Linked DNA regions of Mus musculus: regions 1, 2, 4 and 5 are each linked to region 3. A link is a contact called in public HiChIP or PLAC-seq and promoter capture Hi-C data. All regions are on one chromosome and are shown on one strand. Each heading gives the region's core, a stretch centred on a gene start, on an enhancer-like site or on the middle of the called end of the contact. The rest is flanking DNA. Distances are from core to core; before and after follow the strand shown.

Region 1 (2,700 bases), core at 188-2,687, 440 kb after region 3:
AGTTCGAGGACAACCAGGGCCACTTAGAGAGACCCCCATCTCTAAATAAATAAATAACAGCAACAACAAAACATTCAGAGTGGTGCAAAGTTTTTACATATCAAACTGAAAGTTTGCTTTTAAGAATTCAGAAGTAAGACGGGCAGTGGTGGTGCACACCTTTAATCCCAGCATTTTGGAAGCAGAAGCAGGCAGATTTCTGAGTTCAAGGTCAGCCTGGTCTACAGAGTGAGTTTCAGGACAGCCAGGGCTATACAGAGGAAATCCTGTCTCGAAGAAGAAAAAGAAAGGAAAAAAAAAAAAAAAGAATTTAGAAGTAATAACCAAAATGTCAAACAGTCCAGTTTCCATTTCCATGGTAATGAAGTTAACCTTAAGTCACTAGACTGTGACCAATCAGTTCTTGATTGTGTGAAATGCCGTCTCATTCTAGACCTGTAAATTGTGCTAGTCAATATCTTTGAATTTAGCTGGGTGTAGTGACACACAACTTTGATTCCTGTCTTTAGTCCCAGCACCAGGAAGGCAAAGACAGACAGGTCTCTGTGAGTTTGAGTCCAGTTTAGTCTACACCATTCTGGGACAGCCAGGGCTACCTAAAGATAATCTGTCTCACTGTGGTCCTTCATGGTTAGATGGCAAAGTGTTGCAGCTTCCAGGGCAGAAGAGCGCAGGTCTTTGTTAGTTTAAACCCAGCCTGGTCTACATAGTGAGTTACAATGTTGCTAGTTAGAGACCCAAAGACCACCAAAGTCTGGTTTGACAATCTGTATTAAGTCGCTAGAAAATTCCTGGAAAGAAACTCCTCACAAAGCAGTCTCAACTGCATTTTACAGAAGCTTTTAAAGGTAAAGAGCACACAAAAACTACATCCTGTTTGGCAGTTGCAGGGCAAAGGAAAGCAAGCAGTTTAACAGAAGCCAAACGCATGCAATTAGCTGGGGGCATTTTGTCCCAAGATTCTAAAACAGGGCTGGGAACTTTCCCACAGTAAGAAAAAAAAAAGGGGTGGTGGTGGGGGAGTCAAGTTCAAAGAGGAACTTTTTGCCTTCTCACACCAGGACAGCCAGGGCTACAAAGAGATTCTGTCCGCTCCAAAAGGCAAAAATTGTATTCAGAGCTGGGAACTTTGAATATAGAATCAATCAAGTGCTTTCAGAAGAAAAGCTGAGAAGGAAAAGTCGGGCGAAAGTCTGCATTTAGCCAATTCCAACCTGGCAATTCAAAAGCCTGAAAGTGCAGGGACCTCAGTTACTGACCATTTAGTGACAGACTCCAGGGCCCTATCCCTGGGAATATTTTGCTTTCGAGACCGGAAGTGAGCCCGAGACGGCGGAATTACGGTAAATTAGAACCGAAACTTCCGGCGGCACGTAGCTGCGATTGGTCGAATCTGAGAGGGAGGCGGGGCCCCGGTAATTCAAAAGAGAGAAGCGGGCCGAAGAAGGGAAGGCTATGAGCTTAAGGGCTAAGACGTGTCCGCAGCGACGGGAGATGGCGTCGGCCACCTCAGGTACGCGGGCCGGGAGGAGGGAGCACCACTGCGTGAGACTTACAGAGTAGCAGTGGTCCCGGAAAATCCAGCCGGCGCGGGGCGGAAGGGCGAGGGGACGCTGGCTGGCGGGCGTGGAGGTGGGCGCCACCGCACCCTGTCCTCTATTCGCTGCCTTCGGCGGTGTAGAGGGGGTTGAGACCCTGCCGAGGCTCCAGCTCCTGTCTAGAGCCTGAGCGCTAATGTGTGCGCTTCAATTTGTGTCATCTGTAAAGCCGGGCAGCCACCCGTCTGTAAAGACTGAGCAGCGAAGAGCCTCTTTATCTGTCTGTCTGTCTGTCTGTCTGTTCAGAGATCCCACTCCGACTGAAGGCTGTGTGAGATCACACGGCAAAGGAAAATCCTTTCCCTCCAGCCTTGGAACCGGATGCTGTTTTCCTGGTGAAAAGGCTGGCTGCCAGGAGATTCCAAATCTTTCCTAAGACGATTTGCGTATGCGTGTCTTTCCTCTTTCTATAGGCCGAAATCTGGCCTGTTTGTTTGGCTTTGGGGGAGGCAGACCTTTAGGAGAACGCCTCAGCCAGGCAGTGCTGCAAGCATTTTGTGATGAACCGTTTAATGTTGTACAGAGCTCTGAGGTCATGACTGTTAATGCCCTGTCTTTAACAAAAAGCTTTAATTTTATCAATGTGTGCCACCTATGTGTGGATCTCCGCAGAAGCCAGAAGTGTTGGACCCTCTAAAGCTGGAGTTACTGGCAGCTGTGAGCCACCAGATGTGGACCCTGGGAACCAAACTCAGAACCTCTAGAAAACTAATAGGCACTCAATTTCTAAGGCTCACCAGCCCCCTGTACTTGTGTTTTGACAAGAGGAAGCAGGCATAAATGGGGTAGATAGCTTCTTCAAGATAGCACAACTAGTAAATATTGGGAATCTAAATTCACACTCAGGTAGTTACACTGTAATGCCTCTGCCCTTGACAGTTATGTCCGAATACAGACTCTGAGACCCAGGGTGCTTGGTATGTAGTAAACGTTAAAGTGCTGAAAGACTGTTAGCCCTTTCCAAGAAATTACAATCATTTTCAAATAGTCCCATAAACAAATGTAGTATGAGGAAATACATTGGTAGAAAAGCATAAACTTGTAGTGTAGAATCTGAAACAAACCTTTGGGTATTTTGAGAAATCTTTATTAAGAAATGGTA
Region 2 (2,700 bases), core at 190-2,689, 260 kb after region 3:
GGTCTCCTGAGTTCAAATCCCAGCAACCACATGGTGGCTCACAATAATCCGTAACAAGATCTGACGCCCTCTTCTGGAGTGTCTGAGAACAACTATAGTGTACTTACATATAATAAATAAATAAATCGTAAAAATAAATAAATAAAAGCCTTGAGAGATGGCCTATTGGTTAACAGCACTGACTGCTCTCCCAGAGGTCCTGAGTTCAATTCCTAGCAACCATCTGTAATGGGATCTGATTCTCCCTTCTGGGTGTTTGTGAAGACAGATCACTCGTGTGTGTGTGTGTGTGTGTGTGTGTGTGTGTGTGTGTGTGTGTGTGTGTGTGTGTGAGAGAGAGAGAGAGAGAGAGAGAGGCCATCAGGCAAAGAGGGACAAACAAACCTTGCTTCCCAAGACTAGAAGACTAGAGTGCAGACTGCATTCTGATGTAGAGGGGCTAGGGGCGTTGGGGGAGCAGCTCTCAAGAGTTTGAGCTGTGACTTCCTGGGTCTGGATCTTGAAAGCCTTTCTGATAGTTGTGACCAAATACCAGGTCTGCACACACCTGTAATCCCAGCCCTGGACAGCCAGGGACAAGGCATAGTAGATCAAGAGCTGAAGGTCATTCTGACAACAAAGTGAGTTTGAAGCCAGCCTAGGCTTCCAGGAGATCCAGTCTCAAAAGCAAGACAGCTGTAATGGAGGTACACGTGGGCCTGGAGTCCTAGCTTTCAGGAGGCTGATTCAAGGCCTGACTGGATAGACAGCAAGACCTTTGACAGTCCTGTGTCAAAATGTCCAAAATCCATTGGGAGCTGGGAGTATAGTGGAGTTGAGCACAGCAGTACCCATGACTTGAGTTCAATCCAAGCACTAAGACCCTCAAAAAGAACCCATAGCCTGAGCCTGGAACTGTTAGTCACCTACCTCCAATTCTATCGTGGTTTTTATGTTCGCTCACACCCTGGGAACTTTTTTTTTACTTTTTGCAAATCATCTTGCTCAACTCTTATCAGACTTGCTAAGGAGAACATCTTGCTTCCTTTCTTTCTGTCCATACCCACCTCTCACCATGATGATGAGGGCCATGGTAAGTCTCATCATAAAGCCATGTGGAGAATGAAGGGGCTGAAGCTGTATATAAGGTGGCGGGAAGAGATGCATCGGGGCTTATCAATTCAGAGGGTGCCACTCTTACAGAGGACCCAAACTCAGCTCCCTCTGTCTATGCCAGGCAATGCTCAGCTCCCTGTGACTCCAGGTCCAGGGGATCCAATGCCCTGTTCTGGCCTCTACTTGTGTGCGCAAAGAATAAAATCTTTGGACTAAAAGAAAAGGGATGGGCATGGGTTCTCACCTCTCTCTAAGCAGCTCAGCTTCCTGCACTGCCCCCTCACTCCACCCCCCCCCCTTTGTTTGACACCGTTCAACTTCCTGCCCCACCAGAGGAAGTGGGGAGCAACACCAGGTGCAAGCGACAACCAGCAGAGCCATGGTGAGTTCTCGGGGGCCCAGGAATCTAGTCATTCAGGGCCAGCTCTCTCCCTCGAGGGTCCCCAGTTCAAAGTTAACCCACAGTAAGTGGCCTTACTAGCTTTTGGGCTCAGGTGGTACTGGGGCACTCCCTGCCATGTCCAAGAACCTCATATTGTCTCCCTTTACCCCCACAGGACAAGGAATATGTGGGCTTTGCTGCCCTGCCCAACCAGCTGCATCGCAAGTCTGTCAAGAAGGGGTTTGACTTCACACTCATGGTGGCAGGTCTGTGGGTTCTGGAGGGGGTGATGTACTTATGAGATCATGGCCATCCTCCTGTCTGACCAGTGGGCCTGTCCCGTACACAGGGGAGTCAGGCCTGGGGAAATCCACCCTCATCAACAGCTTGTTCCTCACCAACCTCTACGAGGATCGGCAGGTGCCAGATGCCAGTGGTAAATCTACCCCGAGTCTCCACAGGCTTCCCATCCCCACTGCTGTCCTGGCTTCCCTCTGTGCTGTCCCTGGCCTCTTCCTGTGTTATCAGGCTGCATTCTTTTTCTTTCTATCTGGGGACTTTGGTGGCCTCTGGTTTTCTCTGAGATGGTTTCCTCCCCTGAAAACACATGTGGGAATGGAGCCCTGCTTCAGAGCCCTACGCAGCCAATTCTCTGTCCCCATAGCTCGCACGGCACAAACTCTGACCATTGAGCGCCGGGGTGTGGAGATTGAGGAGGGAGGTATCAAGGTGAAGTTGACCTTGGTGGACACGCCTGGCTTTGGGGACTCTGTGGACTGCTCAGACTGGTGAGAAGGGGGAGGGGCAGGAGCTAAGCCTTTCTTCCATTATGGAAAACCAGAGGTCAGTTGTAGGGCTGGCTTGTCACAGCCCCTTGACCCAAAAGGGGGCACCTGTTTCTGGTAACAATCTAGCCCAAAGTATCCAGTGTTTCTTGTTTTGAGATAAGGTTTTTCTATGTAGCTCAGGGACCTCAAATTCACTGTGTAGCCCAGACTGGCCTGAAACTCAAAGTCCTCCTCCTGAGATTACAGGTATATATATGCATGCCTGGTTTGTTCGATGCTTTTGTTGTTGTTGTGGCTTGTTTTTGTTTTTAGCCATGGTGTCACATTAGCCCTAGCTGGCCTGGAACTCACTATGTAGGCCATGGTGGCCTCAAATGTGACAATCCTCCTGCCTCAGCTTCCTGAGTGCTGAGATTACAGGTGTGCAGCCACCAC
Region 3 (2,700 bases), core at 163-2,662:
TATCTCTTGAATTATCAGCTTGTTAGTAGTATACATAGCACAAGCAAAAGCAAGTGAGTTTGACTCTAGTTAGGTCCTTCAGACCTGGATTGGAGATGGGGCTGCTGTCCAATTTGTTCTGCCTTCCCCTGTGCTCCTAGACACTAGGATTACTGCTGGGATCGGCAGTTGTGATGCTCGTGGGAAGTCAGTCTACAGGAATGATATATTCCGACTGAACAAATTGGAAGGACTGGAATCTGGGACATGCTCACCTCTTTCCTTCTTCGCTTATTGGGCCATTTACGGGGCCTATCCCCAGAGGGTCGGCCAGGCTCACGGTCTGAGCTGTCCCCTGGTTCCCCAGTGGCCCCACTGGAGCCCCCCCTCTTCCGTTTCCCAGAATGCTTCAGCCGATGTTCCAGTCGTTCTGGGGGCTGAAGAGATGCATCCTTCTGTAGAAGAGGTGGTGGAAATGTGGTTGGAGAAAGAAAAGCTCCTTAACTCTCTAAGGGTGACCAAGTTACTCAAGTGCCTCTCAAGCAGGGGAACCTAGGTAGTCCCCAGACACTAGCTCTACCTCCTCCCACCCCAGGGTGGGGCAGAAACCCGGCAAGAGGAGCCGGTTGCTCTGGTTTGGGGTGTCACCACTGCCCCCTCAACCCCATCCTCTGTAAGGGCTATACCCTTCTCTCTGCCCTTCTGACCCACCTCCCAAAGACCCCCAAATCCCATTAGGGCACACCTGCAAGGCCTCAAGGCTGGCAAAGCTAGCGATGGCAAAACCATCGATCAGGTCTTCCTCCTCTTCCTCCTCCTCAGGCTCCTCCTCGGCTTCTCCGTCGTCTGCGCCCCCCTCTTCCTCCTCGTCCTCTTCCTCTCCGCGGCTGCCCGAACCGGCAGGCCGCTTCCGAGCTCGCGGTCTCGGGGGTCGAGGCCTGGGTCGGGGCCGCCGCCGTCGTAGGCCCCCAGGCCGCTCTCCAGATGAAGCTGACGACCAGGGACGGGCGGGCGGCGGCGGTGACGAGGAGGATGAAGAGCCTCGCGGGGCGGCCAACAAGGCCCGGGGCGCGTCACCGCCTGGACCTCGGCGGCGCCGCTGCTCCCGATCACGGTCTCGCCGCGAGCAGCGTCTCCGTCGCCGCTCCCCTTCAGCTGCCCAGCCCGGGCCTGGGGCCGCGGCCGTCTCCATGGTGACGGCCCTCAGCGCCGCATCCGGAGGCGGCGGGGCCCGAAGCGGCCTGTCCACAGGCCCCGGGTCGCGAGCGCGGCGCTGGCGCTTGCACAGGGACGGGAGAGCTCCGGCTTCCTCTTTAAAACAGGATCCGCTGGCCTCTGGCTTGCCCCAAGGCCAAGGCCCAGAGAGCCGGCGCCGCCCCCGGGGCGACAAGCCTGAAGGCCCCCCCTGTAGGGCTGGCGGGGCCGCGACGACTAAAACTGGGCGGCCGTCCCTTTAAGGCGAGGCCTCAAATTGTCCAGCCCCCGGCCCCTTTAAGACGACTCCACCGTGTCCGGCTGGTCTAGTGCGGTGGCGGCCCCGTGCCAGGGGTCGAGGCAAGTCTCCCAGAGGAAGAGGAAGGACCACCCCTTTAAAAGGGGCGGAAAGCACGACTTCCCCTTTAAAAGTGTCTCAAGTCCTCCGGCTGAAAGAGGCCACCCCTTTAAAGAGTCCAGAGGCCTTCAAACAGCGAGTCGTCCCTTTTTAGAGAGCGTAGCTAAGTTTCTAGCCCTTCACAGGCTGTCACTTCCCCTTTAAGATGAATTTAATGAACTTCTTGCGTGGGGCAGGAGGTAGGAAAACTCCACTTGCCCCAATTCTTCCAGCAGGAGTTGTTTGTCAGCTTCTGCTGTCCCCTTTAAGACTGGCGTTGGAGTCGGCCGAGTTCGGTACCCACCCCTTTAAGGAGATTTAACGAGGTCTCCGCCTCCCGTAGCCTTGAAAGGTGCAAGGGGGCGGAGCCTGCCGTCCAAAGTCCCGGATGTGAGGCAACGGTGACGGATAGAGCTTCTCTCTCTGTCCTCCGACATAAAAGACTCTTCCTCCTTTCCTCCGTTCCTAACCGGCTTGTAGCTAGAAGGATCCGGAAAGGCCACTGGACAGTGAGGAACTCCGCCGTATCCTCCTGTTGTCTTCTTCGGCGTCTACGGCTCTTCTCCACCAGAACTTCCCTGCCCCTCCTCCCTCTTCCTCCTCAGCCAACGCCTCCTTCCTCTCTCCGCCTCCTTCCCCCTCCCTCCGAGGCTCAGTCGTTTATAGGTTGGCAAGTAAACGTCAATGCAAAGGGCGGAGTCAAAGTCGCCGGAGTGCCGGACGTAACAGCCTTCAAATGTGGGATTGGGTTGTCAGGTTAGCCCCGCCCTCCCCAGGTCTTGTGACTGGACTGGTCCGAAGTAGGTGTTTGGAGCAGTTCCTTAGGCCACCCGCCTCTTCCTGCTCTCTGTTTATTGGCCATCTACTGAGAGACAGTGCGAGGCACTGGGAGGTGGTGCCTGGAGTGGTAGGCAGCAGGCCACTGGTAGGCGTTAGGCTGTCCTAGGTGCGCTTTTCTGGTGTGTAGTGGCTGCCTTTTTGCCTGTTGGTATTTCGCGCAAGCGCATGGCGCTAATGCCTTCTGCCCGTCTTTGGGCGGATCTGTCTACCGTGGCGTCTCAGAAAACCCAAGCACGATCCGCGAGAGTCAGAGGTGGGGCGGAGACCAAGCTCCCAGTGGCCGTCCCTTC
Region 4 (2,710 bases), core at 97-2,596, 320 kb before region 3:
GGCTGAGCTCACCTGTAGAAGGGGTGGCCCTTGATGTTAGGCCCCACCACTTCCATGCTGCTCGTGTAGACCAGGTACTGAGTGCCAGTCTGCACACAAGCATCAATCACATTCTGTGTGCCTATGGAGGAAAGGGACAGACGCAAGCTGTGTCTTCCCGCCTCTCACTCCTTCTGCCCCCCCCCCCCCCCCAGTGTCCAAGGAGAACCGCATCAGGTCAGGACAGGGTTCGACAGCAGTAAATGGACAAGGTTATCAAAAAGGACAGGCCCTCCCATAAAAATCACTGGTCAGAGGCAGGCCACACACTAGGGGCCAACAGGTAGGTAGCAGCTCACCCTGCACGTTGACTTTGTGGATGGTCTTTGGACTGGCCTTCCCAAACACATCCACCAACCCAGCTGTATGGATGACCACATGTGATCCAGACATGGCTGCTGCCACCTCATGGGCCTGAGTCACATCCCCCTGGATGGCAGTCACCTGCACAGGCCCTGGTGGAGACCCGAGGCAGTGTCAGAGCTGGGGCCTTAGCCAGCTGCTGAGTTTGGCCTGTCCACACCCTGGAAGCCACATGAACCAATGACTCACCCGGCCCCTCTGTCTGGTGGAGAACAAACAGGAATCATCTTTTCCATAAGCTGAGGTATCCCAGTCTGGGAAGGGATGGGGCCTCCCTACCTCCTGCTACTGCCCCACTCCAGTCACCTGCTTTCAGCTCCTCCAGCCAAGAACTCAGGTGCAGGTCAAAGACACGCAGCTCCCGGAGCCTGGGCTCCCGTTCCAGCAGCATCCGAACAATATGTTCCCCCAGGAAGCCGCAGCCACCTGTGACCAGGTATACCAGTGTTGGCACCTGTGCAGAGTCTGCCATGCCCAGCTGTGGGAAGAGAATTTAGCTCACTAGAATTGCCTGGTAGCACCTGCTCCAACCATGTGTTCTTCATAGAAGGGATCATTAGGTGGGAGCAGTGTGGGTGGAGAGGCTGAGTAGCAGGGGTGGGTTGCAGTTTTCTGTGCCTGTAGCACTAAGGCTCCCTGCCCTCTGACCCTAACTGCTGAGTCACTAGAATTGGATGCAGAATGGGAGGGATTGAGGCGGGTGGGGGGAAAAAAAAAAAAAAAAAAAAAGACTAGATTACTAAAGGACAGGCAGAGAAAGCAAGGAGTTGAATAGGGAGGTTGGAAGGGCGCAGGCTAAAAGGCAGGCCAGCTGGGCCTCAGTATCAGCTCTGCCTACCTGTAGTAAGTCCCAGGGCGCACAAACTGGCCACTGGAGGAGGTTGTGTCCTGGACTGGTGGACCAGCTAGATGTACATAGGCTTCCTTCCTTCCGCTCGCTCCTCCCTCCTGACCCATTCCAGGAAGGAGACCAGCCTAGCCTCCACCCCTAGGGGCGGGCAAGGGGGTTTGGAGGGAATTTTCTTGCCAGAGTGCCCCCTGGTGGCCAGTCCACTCTTCAGTGGCAGGCAAAGGACAGAACCTGCCCATTTGGTAGTGTATTTCAGGATAATAGGGTAGGGAAGGGATGCCCCCATCACTGATATGTTTGTCCCTCCTGCTGGGTCTCCCAGTAGGCTGAAGGCCCAGCACCAGCTATGGTTCTGGGAGGGAGAGCAGGGTAAACCTGATCTTGACATAATTCTGGCTAGCATCCATAGTGAGACAGATCTGGCATGTTTGTTGTATCTAGGTGGTTGGTCCAAAGCAGCACTGCGGTCTGCAGGTTGATTCACCCCAAACTCAAAGCCACCCATTCCCCCTCTCTCCTGCTTCACCCACTGTGGCAACTTGCATCCCAGTCTGCTCTTCCCAAAGATACTGACCAAGCATTTTTGTACAATAAAGTTTAATCACAATTATAAAAATGTGGTGTTGGGTTTCACTATTAACATTATGTACAATCCAGCCCAACAAGAAGGGCCTGCCCCCCACCATCCTGGCCCACTGAGCCAGAGCCCTGAGACACCAGGGTGGGAGGGTGACCCACAGGGTCTGGCAGGAACAGATGAGGCAGGGTTCCAGGCACAGAGTTCCCAGGACTAGGGGCCAAAGGCCCCCCCAGGGGGAGAACATGGCCACTGCCCCAGAGACCCCTAAACTGGGGCGGGGTGCACATAGGGCAGAAGGGGAAGTCCCCATTAACATGAAGCAAAGGGCTATGCAGCCCCCAAGAATAGCATCTATACAGGCTGGTACCCCAGGTTTCCACAGGAAACAGCTGCTGGCAGCTACAAAACATTTACAGCTTCTTCTTCGCAAAGAAAAAAAAATTAAGAGGGTGTTTGGGCATGGGGCATAGGGGAGGCAGCAGATGCCTCAAAGGACTGAGGCTCCCTTGTTGGCCTCAGTGCTCCCTATCCCACGTGAAGGTGGGGGCAGTGGGCCCTGCTGAGCCCAATAAGGCTGGGGTGCTGGGAGCTTAGGGCACCAAGGGGGAATAAATAGGGGTGAGGGCACCGGTCCTGCCCCACCTCAGTTGAGGGAGCCACGGCAACTTTCAGTGCCGCACAGACACGGAATCTTGTTGTCTTCTAGTGGGAACTTGTAGTCGTAGGTGATCTCCTCATCCACGCCGATGGGCTGCTTCGAGTAGATGACAATCTTTTTCTGAGACTCAATGGTGATCACCTTCGCATAGCAGTTGGGCTGCAGGAGGTGGGAGTGTAAGCCACAGCCCCACCTCACCCCTGCCCAGCCCAGCCCCGGC
Region 5 (2,700 bases), core at 13-2,512, 450 kb before region 3:
GGGTTGCAGCTGTGAACCGCCACACTCACACTTTACAGAAAGCCAGGGATCGGAACCTGGGTTTTTATGGGCCTGCACGTGGGAATTGCTTTACCACCGAGCCTTCCCTAGGCCTTTCCCTGAACTCCTACCCTACCTACTTCACAACACCCCGGCTTTGTCTTTATTTATTTATTTATTTATTCTTTTTTTTTTCCAAGACAGGGTTTCTCGGTATAGCCCTGGCTGTCCTGGAACTCACTTTGTAGACCAGGCTGGCCTCGAACTCAGAAATCCCCCTGCCTCTGCCTCCTGAGTGCTGCTGGGATTAAAGGAGTGTGCCACCACATCCGGCTTTTTTTTTTTTTTTTTTTAGAGATTTTTCTCTATGTAGCCTTGGCTATCCTAGAATTTGCTATGTAGACCAGTCTAGCCTCAAACTCACAGACATCTGCCTGCCTGTGCCTCCGTGGGACAAAGCACAACTGGCTTTAAAGACACGTGCCACCACACCTGGCCTAACTTTGCCAGTGTTGTTTGGTTGGCATCTTTCCATGCCCTCTGAGGATTTGGTTCCCAGCGTTGTTCTTCCACGAGCCCTGCAGCTACTGTGCAGTTGAGAGTCCCACTAATTGGGTCTATATCACAGCTCCTAATTTGAAATGATTAATCAATAATTGCCTTTTGTTACTTGATTCGAGTCTGACATCCCCACTTCATCATCATCTTAAGGAGGTCATAGATGGTACAGTCTGCCACTTGTGCCGGGTGCACAGATAGGTACTTAGCAAATACTTACCGGATGATTGTCAATAGCCAGCCGTGCTCAACACCTGCAGGAAGGTGTTTCTACAGAGGGCCTGCCACGAATGGCTTTGGCCTGGGGCATTCCCCCATGCTAGTTTTAGATACCTGGCCTGAGGAGGGATGGGAAGGGCTGAGCAGCGGCTGTGGCCCTACCTTAATAAGGTCTAGACCAGGCCAGGTTGTCGGGGAAGAGGGGACTAGGAGTGGGGGGAGGGGGGGTGATAACTGAGTGACCAATAAGACCTGGGGTACTTGGCTGGCCCTTAGGGTTCCCAGTCCTGCCTGGGACTGCTTTCTGACTGTCCAGGATCAGTTTTCCTGTATCAAAAGCACCCACTGCGAAAGGATCCAGGAAAGGACCACAGAGGCCAGAAGCAGGAAAAAAAAAAGCCTGCTTTCCGAGGAGGAGGAGGAGGGCGTGGCTGAGGGAGGAGCCCACAGGTGGTTGGCTCCTGAAGTGCCTGGAGAGGTCTCTGTTGACCAAATTGTAAGGCAGAACAGGTCCACGCTGGTCACTGCAGAGAGACTAAAGGTGTGTCCCGTCTTCCCCCTGGCCATTTTCTGCCGAGAAGCCTGCTTCACCTTCCCAGCCTAGATCCTGGGATTCCTCACTCTGATCCCACACCTAGATCCTGCCTTCAAAACCAGCCTTCTGGTTCTTCCCTTTCTACCTAGGGGCTCCTTCGGGGGGCCCTTGTCCTAGGCCATGGCCCTAAGGGTGGGCCTGGGACTTGGGCAGCTGGAAGCTGTGACCATTCTGCTCCTTCTCGGATTGCTCCAGTCGGGAATCCGTAAGTATGGATCCGCGGGAGGGAGGGTTGGAGAAGGAGCCCCGGTGAGAGCAGGCTGGTCCCCGTGTAGACTGAATTCGCGAATCTCCGTGTTCCTACCGTCTTCCCCTCTTCTCTTGTTAGTCCCCCAAACAAGGAATCACCCTATGGGGAAGCGGTTGGCGTGAAGGGCTCTGGGGACTCAGGCCTCCCTGCCAACTCCTCTCTCTTTCTTTCCCTCCAGGAGCTGACGGGACTGAAGGTGAGGCTTTCTGCGGGAGTTGGGGGAGTGAGGGCACAGCGGCTCGGTGTCCCCTGGCGGGTTGTAGGAACACTTGTCGCCTAGCTGGGCTTGCACTTAGCCACACTAAGTGTCCCAACAGCTCTGAGTGTATGGAATCTTGGCTCTTGTTTTATGAGGAAACTGAGGTAAAGAGATGCAGTGAGCTGTCCGCGGGCATAATCGAAGCCTGACTCTCAGTGTGGGTAGGGGAGGTGGCTCTGAGAAGATCAGCTCCAGTGTAGACTGGTTTCCGGTCTGAGCATAACTATCTAGTAGCCTTGTCTCCTTATCTTTCAAAGCTCCAGTTTCTTTGCCTTGAAAAGCTGTTCAGTTCTGTTCTTCTAGGGCTGTGAGGAAGACCGGGAGATTGGGAAGTGAAAGCCCCTTGGAGCCTAGATGCGCCTCAGCTGCAGTCTGAGTAGTAGCCATTGTCAGGATTGTGAGGGAATGAAGGAAGAATCTAGCTAGGTGTTTTCTCTGCCTACTGCTAGCTTGGGGGGTGGGGGGAGCGGCTCAGGTCCCCAACCTGAGGAATCCAATTTCCTTGCAATGTTCAATCACACCCCTAGTTCTCCTGTGCTCAGCAGATGGGGAGAGGGTGGAAACAGGTGTGTCTCTAGGTAACGCTCAGGTTGGTGCAGTTGGAACAGTCATAGGCATGAGAACAGGTGTCAGCCAGCCTGGACTCTGTGGAGAGGGCCCTGGAAGCTGAGAGCGACACCTGTGACCTAGCCGGCTGATCCAAACATGCCATGGAGGGGCTGTGCCCGGATGGCTCTCTAGCCTAGTGGAGAAAGGCTGGAAAGGCATTCAGAATAGAGTGACTGGTCTTAAAGGTCCAGTGGTAAGGAGTGAGTGGCC

Evidence for each region. Promoter capture Hi-C pulls out the DNA fragments that hold promoters and counts their contacts. HiChIP or PLAC-seq counts read pairs in DNA pulled down with a chosen protein or histone mark. Capture Hi-C pulls out chosen DNA fragments and counts their contacts.
Region 1: a contact with region 3 is called in a promoter capture Hi-C map of liver, with 2.3 times the contacts expected there. The contact joins the promoter of Kif22 here to the promoter of Fbrs in region 3. A contact is called at or near these places in 2 of 39 promoter capture datasets (liver and pre-B cells), 1 of 484 Hi-C or Micro-C datasets (erythroblasts) and 1 of 115 datasets of contacts at active chromatin or transcription factors (bone marrow-derived macrophages).
Region 2: an H3K27ac HiChIP or PLAC-seq map of regulatory T cell precursor shows a contact between it and region 3, with 4 times the contacts expected there. The contact joins the promoter of Septin1 here to the promoter of Fbrs in region 3. A contact is called at or near these places in 7 of 39 promoter capture datasets (the C10 cell line, embryonic stem cells, hippocampal neurons and 3 more), 16 of 484 Hi-C or Micro-C datasets (CD8 T cells, the MNK3 cell line, Sertoli cells and 9 more), 20 of 115 datasets of contacts at active chromatin or transcription factors (the SCID.adh cell line, Th17 cells, bone marrow-derived dendritic cells and 14 more) and 3 of 9 other capture datasets (adipose tissue, liver and pancreatic islet).
Region 4: a promoter capture Hi-C map of adipose tissue shows a contact between it and region 3. The contact joins the promoter of Hsd3b7 here to the promoter of Fbrs in region 3. A contact is called at or near these places in 1 of 115 datasets of contacts at active chromatin or transcription factors (hepatocytes) and 1 of 9 other capture datasets (adipose tissue).
Region 5: a contact with region 3 is called in an HNF4G HiChIP or PLAC-seq map of pancreatic cancer cells. The contact joins the promoter of Prss8 here to the promoter of Fbrs in region 3. A contact is called at or near these places in 1 of 484 Hi-C or Micro-C datasets (embryonic stem cells), 5 of 115 datasets of contacts at active chromatin or transcription factors (bone marrow-derived dendritic cells, embryonic stem cells, memory CD8 T cells and 2 more) and 1 of 9 other capture datasets (pancreatic islet).

The regions. Positions count from the first base shown.
Region 1 is chr7:127,041,157-127,043,856 of GRCm38.p6, reverse strand. It overlaps Kif22 (kinesin family member 22), which reads left to right and starts at 1,437. Exons shown (of 14, transcript NM_145588.1): 1 at 1,437-1,513. The coding sequence starts at 1,456.
Region 2 is chr7:127,217,184-127,219,883 of GRCm38.p6, reverse strand. It overlaps Septin1 (septin 1), which reads left to right and starts at 1,439. Exons shown (of 11, transcript NM_017461.2): 1 at 1,439-1,477; 2 at 1,653-1,743; 3 at 1,827-1,913; 4 at 2,142-2,265. The coding sequence starts at 1,475.
Region 3 is chr7:127,477,670-127,480,369 of GRCm38.p6, reverse strand. Fbrs (fibrosin) reads right to left here and starts at 1,412. Exons shown (of 18, transcript NM_010183.2): 1 at 725-1,412; 2 at 255-434. The coding sequence starts at 1,171.
Region 4 is chr7:127,799,245-127,801,954 of GRCm38.p6, reverse strand. It overlaps Hsd3b7 (hydroxy-delta-5-steroid dehydrogenase, 3 beta- and steroid delta-isomerase 7), which reads right to left and starts at 1,346. Exons shown (of 7, transcript NM_133943.2): 1 at 1,241-1,346; 2 at 709-880; 3 at 339-494; 4 at 13-121. The coding sequence starts at 874. Setd1a (SET domain containing 1A) reads right to left here. Exons shown (of 19, transcript NM_178029.3): 19 at 1,833-2,649. The coding sequence ends at 2,476.
Region 5 is chr7:127,928,675-127,931,374 of GRCm38.p6, reverse strand. Prss8 (protease, serine 8 (prostasin)) reads left to right here and starts at 1,262. Exons shown (of 6, transcript NM_133351.3): 1 at 1,262-1,577; 2 at 1,801-1,818. The coding sequence starts at 1,493.